2 separate regions of the Mus musculus genome follow, and region 2 is linked to region 1. Evidence: chromatin contacts called from public promoter capture Hi-C data. All regions are on one chromosome and are shown on one strand. The core of a region is the stretch at or near the end of the contact, and the rest is flanking DNA. Distances in the headings are between cores, read along the strand shown.

The links. Promoter capture Hi-C pulls out the DNA fragments that hold promoters and counts their contacts.
Region 2: a contact with region 1 is called in a promoter capture Hi-C map of embryonic stem cells, with 2.2 times the contacts expected there. The contact joins the promoter of Pex10 here to the promoter of Lrrc47 in region 1. A contact is called at or near these places in 1 of 39 promoter capture datasets (embryonic stem cells), 1 of 15 datasets of contacts at CTCF or cohesin (large pre-B cells) and 4 of 484 Hi-C or Micro-C datasets (the G1E-ER4 cell line and the HL-1 cell line).

What each region holds. Positions count from the first base shown.
Region 1 is chr4:154,009,431-154,014,823 of GRCm38.p6, reverse strand. It overlaps Lrrc47 (leucine rich repeat containing 47), which reads right to left and starts at 3,021. Exons shown (of 7, transcript NM_201226.1): 1 at 2,388-3,021. The coding sequence starts at 3,008. It overlaps Gm31566 (a long non-coding RNA gene), which reads left to right and starts at 3,563. Exons shown (of 8, transcript XR_391010.4): 1 at 3,563-4,429.
Region 2 is chr4:155,063,730-155,069,122 of GRCm38.p6, reverse strand. It overlaps Pex10 (peroxisomal biogenesis factor 10), which reads right to left and starts at 2,093. Exons shown (of 6, transcript NM_001042407.1): 1 at 1,949-2,093; 2 at 1,220-1,300; 3 at 54-460. The coding sequence starts at 2,054. It also overlaps a transcript of Plch2 not described here.

The DNA of each region.
Region 1 (5,393 bases), core at 1,772-4,271:
TGTGGAGAAGACACAGGACACAGGGGCTCTGTCCATACCACCAAGGTATAGCAGGAATTCAGGAGGCAGAGGACAACTATAAAAGCTAAAGGAGAAAAGCATGAAAAGGAGGGACCCGGCCCTTGTGGGGAAGAGGCCAGATAACAGCAATGCCTGATAGGTGAATGCAAGGCAGGTTACCCTGCAGGGGAGTCACCAGGAGCAAGCTCATCAGGTGTCTCGGTGTGCTGACTCTCACTGCGACCTGCCACATAAAGTTGGACTGGCATTTTCTATGGTGCAGTCATCAGCCTCAGATGAGTCTGGGTCTCAGATCTGTACCCCATGCCACGCCCAACACCAGGTCTTCACAGATCCACTTCCACTGGAGGCAGAGCCTACCCTTTCAGGACCTATCTGGTTCCCAAGTAACTACTCTGAGGACCACTGTGACATTATCAGGAACCAAGTAAGGGGGGGCGGTGTCTGAGCCAGACTAGCAAACTTTCTTCCCAACCCTGTGAGGTCACCAGCCCAGAGGACCTAGCTCTCCAAAAGCATGACCGATGACATGGGCCTTATTTGACAGTAGGTCTGCAACAGCCTGTCTGTAATTCTGTGGATTCTGAGCTTCTGTACTCCCTTGAAGGACTTCTGTGAAAATGCCCTCCCTTGACTACAGTGGGATCAAAACACACTTGTCAAACACTGGGTTGAATGACATGCTTCTGCTCCCACTGTTAAGATGCAATCTACTGAAGACCTGGGGGAGAAATACGCAGAAGGGGGCAGCGGTGGGGCTGAGCCTCAGAAAGAGCCCTTAGGGAGGGGATCTTCCAGGGATACCATCTGACAAGGGCGGGTCAGAGCAGGAAGCAACAATCCCAATGCCAGTTGAGCATCTCCCTGGGGCCCTGTGAGGACAGCAGCAAAGGTGAAGAGTGAGTCGAAGAGAGGCAGGTGGGTCTTGCCACACAGAGACACAGGGTGAAGCGTCCTGGTGAGAAAGGTGATGCTTGCCCATGTTTACCCAGCCCTCAGTGCCTAGAGCGGCAACCTTGTCATGGGAGTGGGGCCAGGGTCCAAGGTGTGATGGGCAAGCACAGACGTGAAGCCTTTTGGGCCCTCCGGGGGGAGGGGGGGAGAGGCAATACCACCAAAAGGTGAAGCAGGGCGGATGTGCCAGCCTCCTCCCAGTGCCCACGGGACTGCTGTGCTTGGCCGGCTGTATGCCTTGCAGGGTATATACGCTCAACACCTTACATCAGAACTTCCAGGAGAACACAAACCCCAGCCAGTACAGTGACAACCAGGGCTGCCTCTGCTGGGAAAGGGATCACAGCATGGTGGTGAGGGCCAAGTGAGACACATGCAAGGGGCTTCAGTCTCAGAAACCACAGCACGTCAATGGCTGATACAAAGACATGCACCATATTGAACAGTCATCAGCCTTCTGGCAAACCAATATATCTACTACATAGGAAGGCAGAACAGTGTACAGCCTGTGTCATACCCAAGCCATGGGGACACCTGTAACATAGAGGGCCAAGGTACCTCAGGGAGTATCATCTTGTAGACTCGCTGGCCTATCTCTCCACACCCCCACCCCGAGAAAGCAAGAGCGAGAGCGAGGAGGGAGGGACAGGTGTCTTAATTAAACACACACACACACACACACACACACACACACACACGAATACTAGCAAGGTGAGCTCTGATCTCTCAAGAGCAAATTTCCTTGCCAATCCATCATTAGGAAAGGGCTGCATAAACTCAAGGATGAGAAGACACACAGGCTGGCGCTACCAAGAATACAAAGGGTAGGGGGTGTGATGGAGGGGGTGTGGTAGGGGAACTGACATGGCCAGATGACAGGACTGGACTGTGGAGATCCTAGAGTGGAGTCAGGTCAGGTTGTGGCTTTGCATCTTCTGCCTTCTCACCCCTCACTCAACACACAATGAGCACCTGGTGGGCGTCAGGCACAACGGGAGCCTGGGACCACAAAGAAGCCAATCTCTTACACAAGGCAGCCCCGAAGAAAACTCTAGGTGTGCTGTTGGCTTTGGGTAAGCACTTCGGCTCTCTATAAAACGGAAGCCATGATCCCGCCCACTGAAGGCTGTTGTTATGCGTGATTTTGTGCCTTGTCTGGACGCTCCGCCATTTGGAAACCCAATCAGTTACGCACACGCACACACGCGCGCCACACCTGGCTCTCTGCTCTTGAATTTCTTCCCACATGAGAAGTCTAACATTGATAGCAACTTTTAAACTGCCACACGTCCAGAGACCTCTGAGCTCGCAGGTCTGAGAACTGAGAGGAGACGGACCGGTTGCGGGGGCAAAGACATCCTCCAAGGAGGGACAGCAGGGCGCGCGTCTCCCTCCCCTCGGGTCCCACTGACCTTGAGCGAGGCAAGATGCGCGATGTCTGGGCTGAGCTCCCGCAGGCAGTTGTCGGCAGCTGCCAGCTCACTGAGCAGGGGCAGAGCTCCTGGCCGGAAGAGCTCGGGGGGAAAGGCGTCCAGGCGGTTGCCGGTGAGATTGAGGCTCTGCAGGCGAGGGGCGCAGCGCGCCAGGTCGGCGGGCAGCTCGCGCAGGCGGTTGCCGCTGAGGTTGAGGCTCTGCAGCTGCGGTAGTCCGGGGGGCTCGGCGGGGCCCAGGCCCTCGCCGGGCGGCAGCGTCTCCAACGCGTTGCCGGACAGGTCGAGGACGCGCAGCGCGGGCAGCGGCCCCAGCTCGGGGCTCAGGCCCGGCCCCAGCGCGTTGCGCCGCAGCACCAGGCTGTGCAGCTGCGGGAGGCCCTGCGCGAGGCCGGGCCCCGGCGCGCGCAGGCTGCCGCAGCCGCTCACCTCCAGGTAGTGCAGCAGCGGCAGCGTGAAGAGCCGCGGCGGAAGCCGCCCGCCCGCCGCCTTCACCCGCTCCTCCAGCCCGGGCCCGGTCAGCAGCAGCTCGCGCCGCCGCTCGCGCTCGGCCAGCTCCAGCTCCGGCCAGGCCTCGGACACGGCCATCGCCGCCGCCGCCATCGCGCCGCCCGTGCGCCGCTTCCGGAGTGCGGCGCCACACTTCCGGCGGGAGCCGGAAATGACCATAGAGAGAACACGCGCTCGCCAGAGAGTCTGGACGCAAGGGGTTTGTGGGACGGGTGTGTGGGGCGGCTCTGTTTTTAGCCTCAGCTTCACACTGGCTGTGTAGTGTGGCTGCGTGGAGTCCCACAGGTTAGGTGGTCACCTTTCCCACCCCCCAGATACCAACTAAAGACACGATTATTCTGGGGTTGTAGCTTAGTTAGTAGAGCGCTTGTTTGGCATACATGAAGCTCTGTTTGATTCCCAGCACAGTGTAAATGGGGCATGGTGGTGCACACACCTGTCATCCCAAGCGCTCAGCTGGTCGAGGGTTAAGGTTAAGGAAGGAATTCACTAGCCGGGCAGTGGTGCCTTTAATCCCAGCACTTGGGAGGCAGAGGCAAGTGGATTTCTGAGGCCAGCCTGGTCTACAGAGTGAGTTCCAGGACAGCCAGGGCTATACTGAGAAGCCCTGTCTCGAAAAACAAAACAAAACAAAACACAAACAAAGGAGCTTGACTTTATAGCAAGTTTGAGGTCAACCTGGGCGACTGAGACCATATTTAAAAAATAATAAAACAGGCAACAAGAAAGATTTAATTAATATGGTATACTGGAACAAGGGGGAAAAAAAGATAAAGGGCTCCAGAGCGCCCCCGTCCCCAGGTTTGTCTTCAAGGTACATAAGCCTTGGGACAGGCAACAAGAGGTAGTCCAGTTGGTAGAAACATGTCAGCCTAAGGCTCAATCCCCAGTACTGGGGGTTGGAGCAGTCCCGGGCCAGGGTGTGATCCAACCACCTTATGTTTTGGTTTTGTAAGGTAGTCGCAGAGGTTGAAGTTGTTTTATCTTCGGTCTTCCTTAGAAGACAGAGCTAACACGTTTCCATAGGTACTAATTAATGCTCCAGGATGAGGCCCTGTGGTTAGAAGTAATGGGCCAGGACAAACTCACTGCATTGCAACTGGAATGCACTTGGCATTAAGATAGTATAGAAGGCAGGCACATCTGTGGAGCCTGGATTATGATTAATAATCTTATTTGTGGCTTGCTAGGAACTATGCAGGAAAACCCAGCCAGGGTGACTGGGGGCAGGAGACACTTGTGGTGCTTATGGCTCAGGATGGCTGCAGTTATGTAGAGCATAACCCATGCAAATAGGAAGGCCCCACACACCATCACGGGTCTTTAAAAGAGAAGCAGGAGAGAAGGGAGCAGAAAGATGAACAGTGACAGCTTCAGACTGGAGTTGCTACAGAGACAGCCACAGAGATTTGGAAAAGACAAGCAAATGGATTCTCCGCCAGGAAGGAATGGACCTCATGCGTGTCTTAGCCTACGAAGACCTGTACCAGACCTCGGCGCAACAGGACTGTAAGGTGAAGCCTTTGTGGTGTGGGAAGCCAGTGGGAACTAACTTGCCAAGGCAGCATTGGGAAGTGCTGTTGTATATTCAGAAGCAATTATACTCTCCCCATCTTGGGTTTTAGACTGGGCTGAAGGTGTGGTGTTTGCTCTTTTACTAACTGTTCCTGAAGTGAACTGAGTGTAAGAGGTCTCTGGAAGACACGACGTCTTTGTTGACTTTACCTTGAAAGTCTCCCCCCACCCCTTTTTGGTCAGAGCCCTCTATGTGATCTTTGGTCAGAGCTCTTCCAGTACTTGTAGCTTGAGAAGACACAAGGTGTTGTGTGAATTCATTCTCCGGGATGAATTCGGTGTTCTGTACATACCTAAGCATCTTTCAGCTTCTTGGCAGTAAACAACTTATTCTGGCAGAACTGTGAAATGCGGCCCTTGCCCAGCAGCTGGAGAAACCCAGGATTCAGTTATCTTACTGAGTGAATTCTCCGTTCTGCTCATGGATAATAAGCTCATTTTAAACACTATTTTAGAGACCTGCTCTCCCAAGCCTTTCTCTCTCCTCAGCAAAAGCAAGGGCAGAACTACTCTTACCAATGACCACCCCCTTTCCAGGTAGGGCTGCATGTAGCCCAAGCTAGCCTGTAATTCACTTATCGCCAAATGATGCCTTGGACCCTGAGATCCCTAACATGCTGGGAGATCATCAATCCTAGGGTTTTGTGCACACCGGGAAGGCAAGCTGCCAGTTGAGCCCCATCTCCAGCCCTATAATTGCTTTTTAATTACAACTGTGAGTTGCGCATAGGGGTGCTTGCCTTTAATTCCAGCACTGGGCGGCAGAGGTGGGTGGATCTCTGAGTTCAGGGCCAGTGTGGTTTACACCATGAGCTCCACGACAGCCAGGGCTGCATAGTTAGATCTGCAGGGCTGGAGAGACGGCTTAGTGGTTAAGAAGAGCGCTTGTTGCTCTTGCGGTGG
Region 2 (5,393 bases), core at 844-3,343, 1.1 Mb before region 1:
GCTGCTCAGAGGATCCCTGCCTGAATATCAGTCCCCTTGGCATGGCTACTTACATACGTGATCCCTGCTAGTCTCTTGGCCAGGTGGTAGAAGGTACCATGAATATAAAACCAAGCCACGTGGAGCCGATGGAGGCAGGCGAAGCCCTGTCTCAGGATGAAGACTGCCCGCTGGAGGGCCTTCCTCTGTTGTTCAGTCAGGGTGGCTGCGTGGTGACGCACCCAGCGCCGTGCCCCTGATCGGCTGCGTCCTCCAGGTAGCAGACTGCCCTGTGAAGCCCGGGGAGCATCGCCATCGGCTTGCAGCTCCTGCTCCAGGGGCAGCAGTGCCTTGTCTAGCAGGTAGGGCAAGACAGCATGCAGTGCAACCAGCGCTGCACGGCGGAGCCTGGAGGGCACACGCTGCTGGGATGGGTCCACTTGGATGATCCCAACGTACTCCTCCCCAAGGGTCTGGTAGCCTGAGGATTAATACACAGTGATGAGGGTCCAGGGACAAGTTTCCGGGCCAGCCTGTGTCGTCGTCCCCCCTCCAGCCTCACCAGTCACCCTGAGACCTAGCCAAGGCCAGCACAACTTCTTGTTAAACCCACTGTGGCCTTGCTGTGATTTCACCATGTCACAGAGACGGCCACTCTGGAATGGGCCTTGCATCTCCTGTTGGTTCCTACTCCCTTAAGTCTTTATTCTGTTTTCCAGTCCTTCCTCTGCTGAACTCATACCCCTGTCCAAGTGATGGGATCCGATCTTGTGGCTTTCTACCTTCTAGATGATGGCTGAGTCCTAAGTATCAGGCATACATACCACTGCTTACCTGACGCTGTCACATGGAGTCAGAATAAAAAGCCCCCAAGCCTACCCATGGCTTGCAGCTAGCTTCTAGTACTCCACCATGCAGACGATGAATCCTGACTTCCTGTTCCTGAGGCCAGCCCTGTGGAGTACCTTGTGATCTTTCCATGTGTCTCACCATGACCCTGCTCGTACCCTTCCCCCCACTCGATAGCCTCTTCCTTTTTATCTGCCTCGTACCCCATAAATGGAAAAGCCCATCCTGCTGAGAGAAAGTCTGGGGCAGTGAGTGCCCTCTGGCCAGTATCTTCCTTCCCGGAAACAGAGACTAATGCAGGTGATTTCCAGGAGCCTTCAAGCATCCCCTCCAGACCTGGGTGGGTTGTGGGCCCCTCAGTGCCCAGGACCTGCCGAGCACAGACAGCTACCTGCAATTGTGGTGAGGCCAAAGTAGGCTATGTCCGAGAGCAACTCGATCTCTTTCCTCCATTCCAGCCATTTCTTTGCACCTGAGAGAAGAAAAATATTAGCTCTAGAGAGGTGAAGTGGTTCTCTTAAGATGACTCCCAGCCGGGTAGTGGTGGCACACGCCTTTAATCCCAGCATTTGGGAGGCAGAGATTTCGAGTCCAGACTGACCAGAGTGAGTTCCAGGACAGCCAGGGCTACACAGAGAAACCCTGTCACTCCCGAAGGGCAGGTAAAGTCCAAGTCAAGTCACTCCTAAGACGACCCTCAACAACTCGTCTCTCCCTTCACCTCCTCTGCTGCCCTTGGTGACCGGAATGTCTCCGAGACGAAGACCGCCTCTTAAGAAGCCCCGACTGTAACTGTCTTGAGTCAGGTACTGTCCTAGAGACATGGAGCCCAGGAAAGTCTAGGTAGTGCTAACAACATAAGCCAGAGGCGACCTGTTTAGTATCAAACCTCGGCTCTCTGAAATCCCAAATCCCTGCCTGTGTGATCCACGTGTCTACCTATGAGAGTAATGACGTTAGGTCCACCCTGTAGGGGCGTCTGGAGAATAAATGGGCAAATGCTTGAGAAACACTAAAGCAGAGACCTGCAATGTGGTCAGCAGTGTGTACCTCTGTTTTGATCCCCGCTTTCCAAGCAAACTCTGGAGCTGCCGCCTGTCTGGGTGCCCGGAACGCTCACCCGCTAGGCTGTGCAGCGCTTCACCCGCCGCGCTCCGCAGGCCTCCCAGGTAGTACTCGTCCTTCTGCGCTGCCCGGATCACTTCAGGGGCACCCGCCCGCGCCATGGCCCGAATCGCAGAGCTCGCACCGCGCCTGCGCACCTCGTGGGCGGGGCCTGTGACGCTCGACGTGCGTCCGTCGTGGGGCTGAGGCTGCGAACACCACGCGGGCGAAGGCGGAGCCTAGGCGTGACATCTGTGGAGGCGGAGTAGTGGGCGTGTCCACGACATAGGGGTGGGGCTACCCGGGGAGGGGTGTGGTCTGTGCTTGGAGGGTGAAGCGGCACAGTGAAGTGGCGGGTAATGACAGGGAGGAGGTAGATACCTAGTGGGTAGGACCCCCGAGAAAGCTCAGCCTCGCAGATGTGTTTTTGGCCTGATTCAGGTTCAGTTTTCTGGCAGGAGGTACGTGTCTCTGGGCTGCAAAAGTGGATCTTTTGGGATAGCCACGTGATTCCAACGGACTGCTGAAGGCTCCAGTTGTTGGAGTTCCTCCCTGCCCATGCCCTGGTTTCTTCAGCTTGGGTTGGGCAATCCCAGATAGCACCTTTGACCACTGCTAGGAGGCAGTCACGGCTCATGCAGAGGCATGAACTTCTAGCCAAATCAAATGTGACAGTTTGAAATGTAGATTCTCTGAAGGCCCAAGGCCGCTTGTGCTGGAAGACTTTTCAAACTTGGAAGCTCATTTCTACCATAACCATGGGGTATGGCCTGTTCTAAGTGTCCCCGCCTGGACTGCTCCTTACACGCGACTGCTTTTTTGCATTCTCTTCTCTCAGCCATGGGGAACAAGACCAGAAACACTATTCAAGTATCTGTTGTTCTCAGGGATACGGCCTAAGTAAGCGTCTCTCTCCGTGGGCTTAAATCCTAGGCACAGCGGTGCCTTGATCCTCAAGTTCTTCCTTTGTGGGCTCTCAAGGATTCTTCCTATGGGACAAAACCCAAGATGGCCAGCAGGTGGAGCTATCAGCCCATCTTTTCTACTAGCTTGGGCTGCTAGAGCTTGTTAACCCAAACAGATCCTGCACAGATCAGGGAAACAAGAGGCTTTTCAGTGAGGAGAGAAAGTGGAAGGGCAAGATGAGTAGTGACATCATTGTAGATCAGTTCTCTGGATTCTCGGATGACCATGTGGCCTGGAGTCCCCCTTTGCTTCAGTGTTTCAGGGTTCCAGAACTCTGCGGTGGAGGTAGAGCGAGAGCTCTTGCTTACGGAAGGGGCATACGGCCCTTGCCACCTCCCACCCCTTGCCTTCTGAAGCACAAGGATCCTAAGACTGAGCCTTGTGACTTTCTCCTTGTAAACTCTTCCTCCTGCTTCAAGGATGGAGGACAGAAAGGCCAGGCTCCTGTTTCTCTGTGTAGCCCTGGATGTCCTGGAACTCACTTTGTAGACCAGGCTGGCCTCAAACTCAGAAATCTGCCTGTCTCTACCTCCCAAGTGCTGGGATTAAAGGTGTGAGCCACCACTGCCCAGCTCAACAACTAATTCTAAAGTCATACACGCTGTGGGTTTTGTTGTCCTGCCTGATGTCGTTTGCCAGCTCTGGCCACTCTGTTTTCTTTTTTTTTTTTTTTTTCTTAAAGATTTATTTATTTATACGTAAGTACACTGTAGCTGTCTTCAGACACTCCAGAAGAGGGAGTCAAATCTCGTTAAGGATGGTTGTGAGCCACCATGTGGTTGCTGGGATTTGAACTCCGGACCTTCGGAAGAGCAATCGGGTGCTCTTACCCATCTCACCAGCTCCTAAAAAACTCTTTATTTTTATGTTTGTGAGTACATTGTTGCTCTCCTCAGACACACCAGAAGAGGGCATCAGATCCCACTACAGATGTTTGTGAGCCACCATGTGGTTACTGGGATTTGAACTCAGGACCTCTGGAAGAGCGGTCAGTGCTCTTAACCACTGAGCCATCTCTCCAGCCCCACCACTCTGTTGTCTAACTCTATTAAGTTAAATTATATTTATTGTGTTTGTGTTGTACGCATGTGTATATATTCATGTTTGTATATGTGTGGGCATATGTGGATATGTGGCATGCATAAGAGTGTGTGTGTGTACGCCTGCAAGTGTGGAGTCTGGCAAGGACGATACCTGGTATCATCTTGGATTGCTCTTCCACCTTCTTCTTTGGAGCAGGTCTCTGAATCAAAACCAGGACTTACCCACATGGCTAGTCTTATCAGCTAACTTACTCTGGGATCCTCCTTCCACGGTTGAAATTTCAGGTGGGTCACCTCACCCATCAGATGTTTATGTGGGCTCTCTGGATCTGAACTCTGCTCTTCATACTGGGGCAACAAGCATCCTATCCGCTGACCTCTGTAGCCAGCCCTATCTGAGAAATTTGTAATATAGTTCTGCTGGTAGGGAGGCCAGAGACAGTAAGCCAGGACCTTGGGGAGGCCTGGGAACTGGGAGGGGATTGCCCAGCAGGTGGCTCCATTGCACCTGCTCTGTGCCCTCCCCCACCGCCACCCCCCATCCCCAGGTTAAACCTTCCAGCACCACCTAGCTGGCTTCCCTTTGCCTAGTGTCTTTCATTCCTTGCCTAGTGTCTTTCATTCCTTGCAAATCTTCCCTCTGCCCCTAGCAGGGATTTACCATTCTGGTGGTTGCTGTACACATCACACCCAGGATGGGGCTTGCTGAACGGCTGGCAAACAAGAAAACTCCATTTCTCTACCAGATCTGGCCCTGGGGTTGTACTGCGGGGTCCACACCTACCTTGAGGCAAGAGTAACCCTGTAAAGCCCCTGCCCTCACCTGACATCTGGTCTCCTGGGAACCTGAGGAGGGACAAGGCAATGCTTTCTCTGCAGGAATGGGGAGAGGACTGCAGCCTCGGGTTCTGGGAGGCCTGCCCCACCACCCGGGGCATGAAGTGCTAGGCTTCCTTAAGTTTTTCATTGCACCCTTTAACTGGGGAGAGACAGAGGGACTGGGCAATGACCCGCCCAGGAGGAGCTCACACACAGGGACTTGACTGTTAGGGTGGGGCCTGCCCTAGGCAGGAGGCCCCTCTACAGGAGCCACAAACCTGGAAAACAGGTTCCTCCACCCAGGGCAGGCAGGCTGGAAGCTCAGAGCACCCTACAGCCAGCTGCTCTGGTTGCTGCAGATTGGAGCCCTGGAGGTACTGTGGGCACCAAGAAGGGGTGGGGGTTCTGGGAGAGAGTGTGAGGCCCCAGAATGGAGCCTGGGAGGCTCTGTCAGGTAAGCAGAGATCTCTGGGAGTCGCCCCTCTTCCACTGTAGGCTTGCTAGTGAGGGTAGGGCTGGGGCAGGAAGCTAAGCCCCTTTTGAAGGCTGTGTGCCCTGGGAAGGGACCCTGAGCAGTTCTGGGGGCACAGGCAGGTGGCTGGGATACTGCCCTTAGCCAGGACCCAGAGTAGG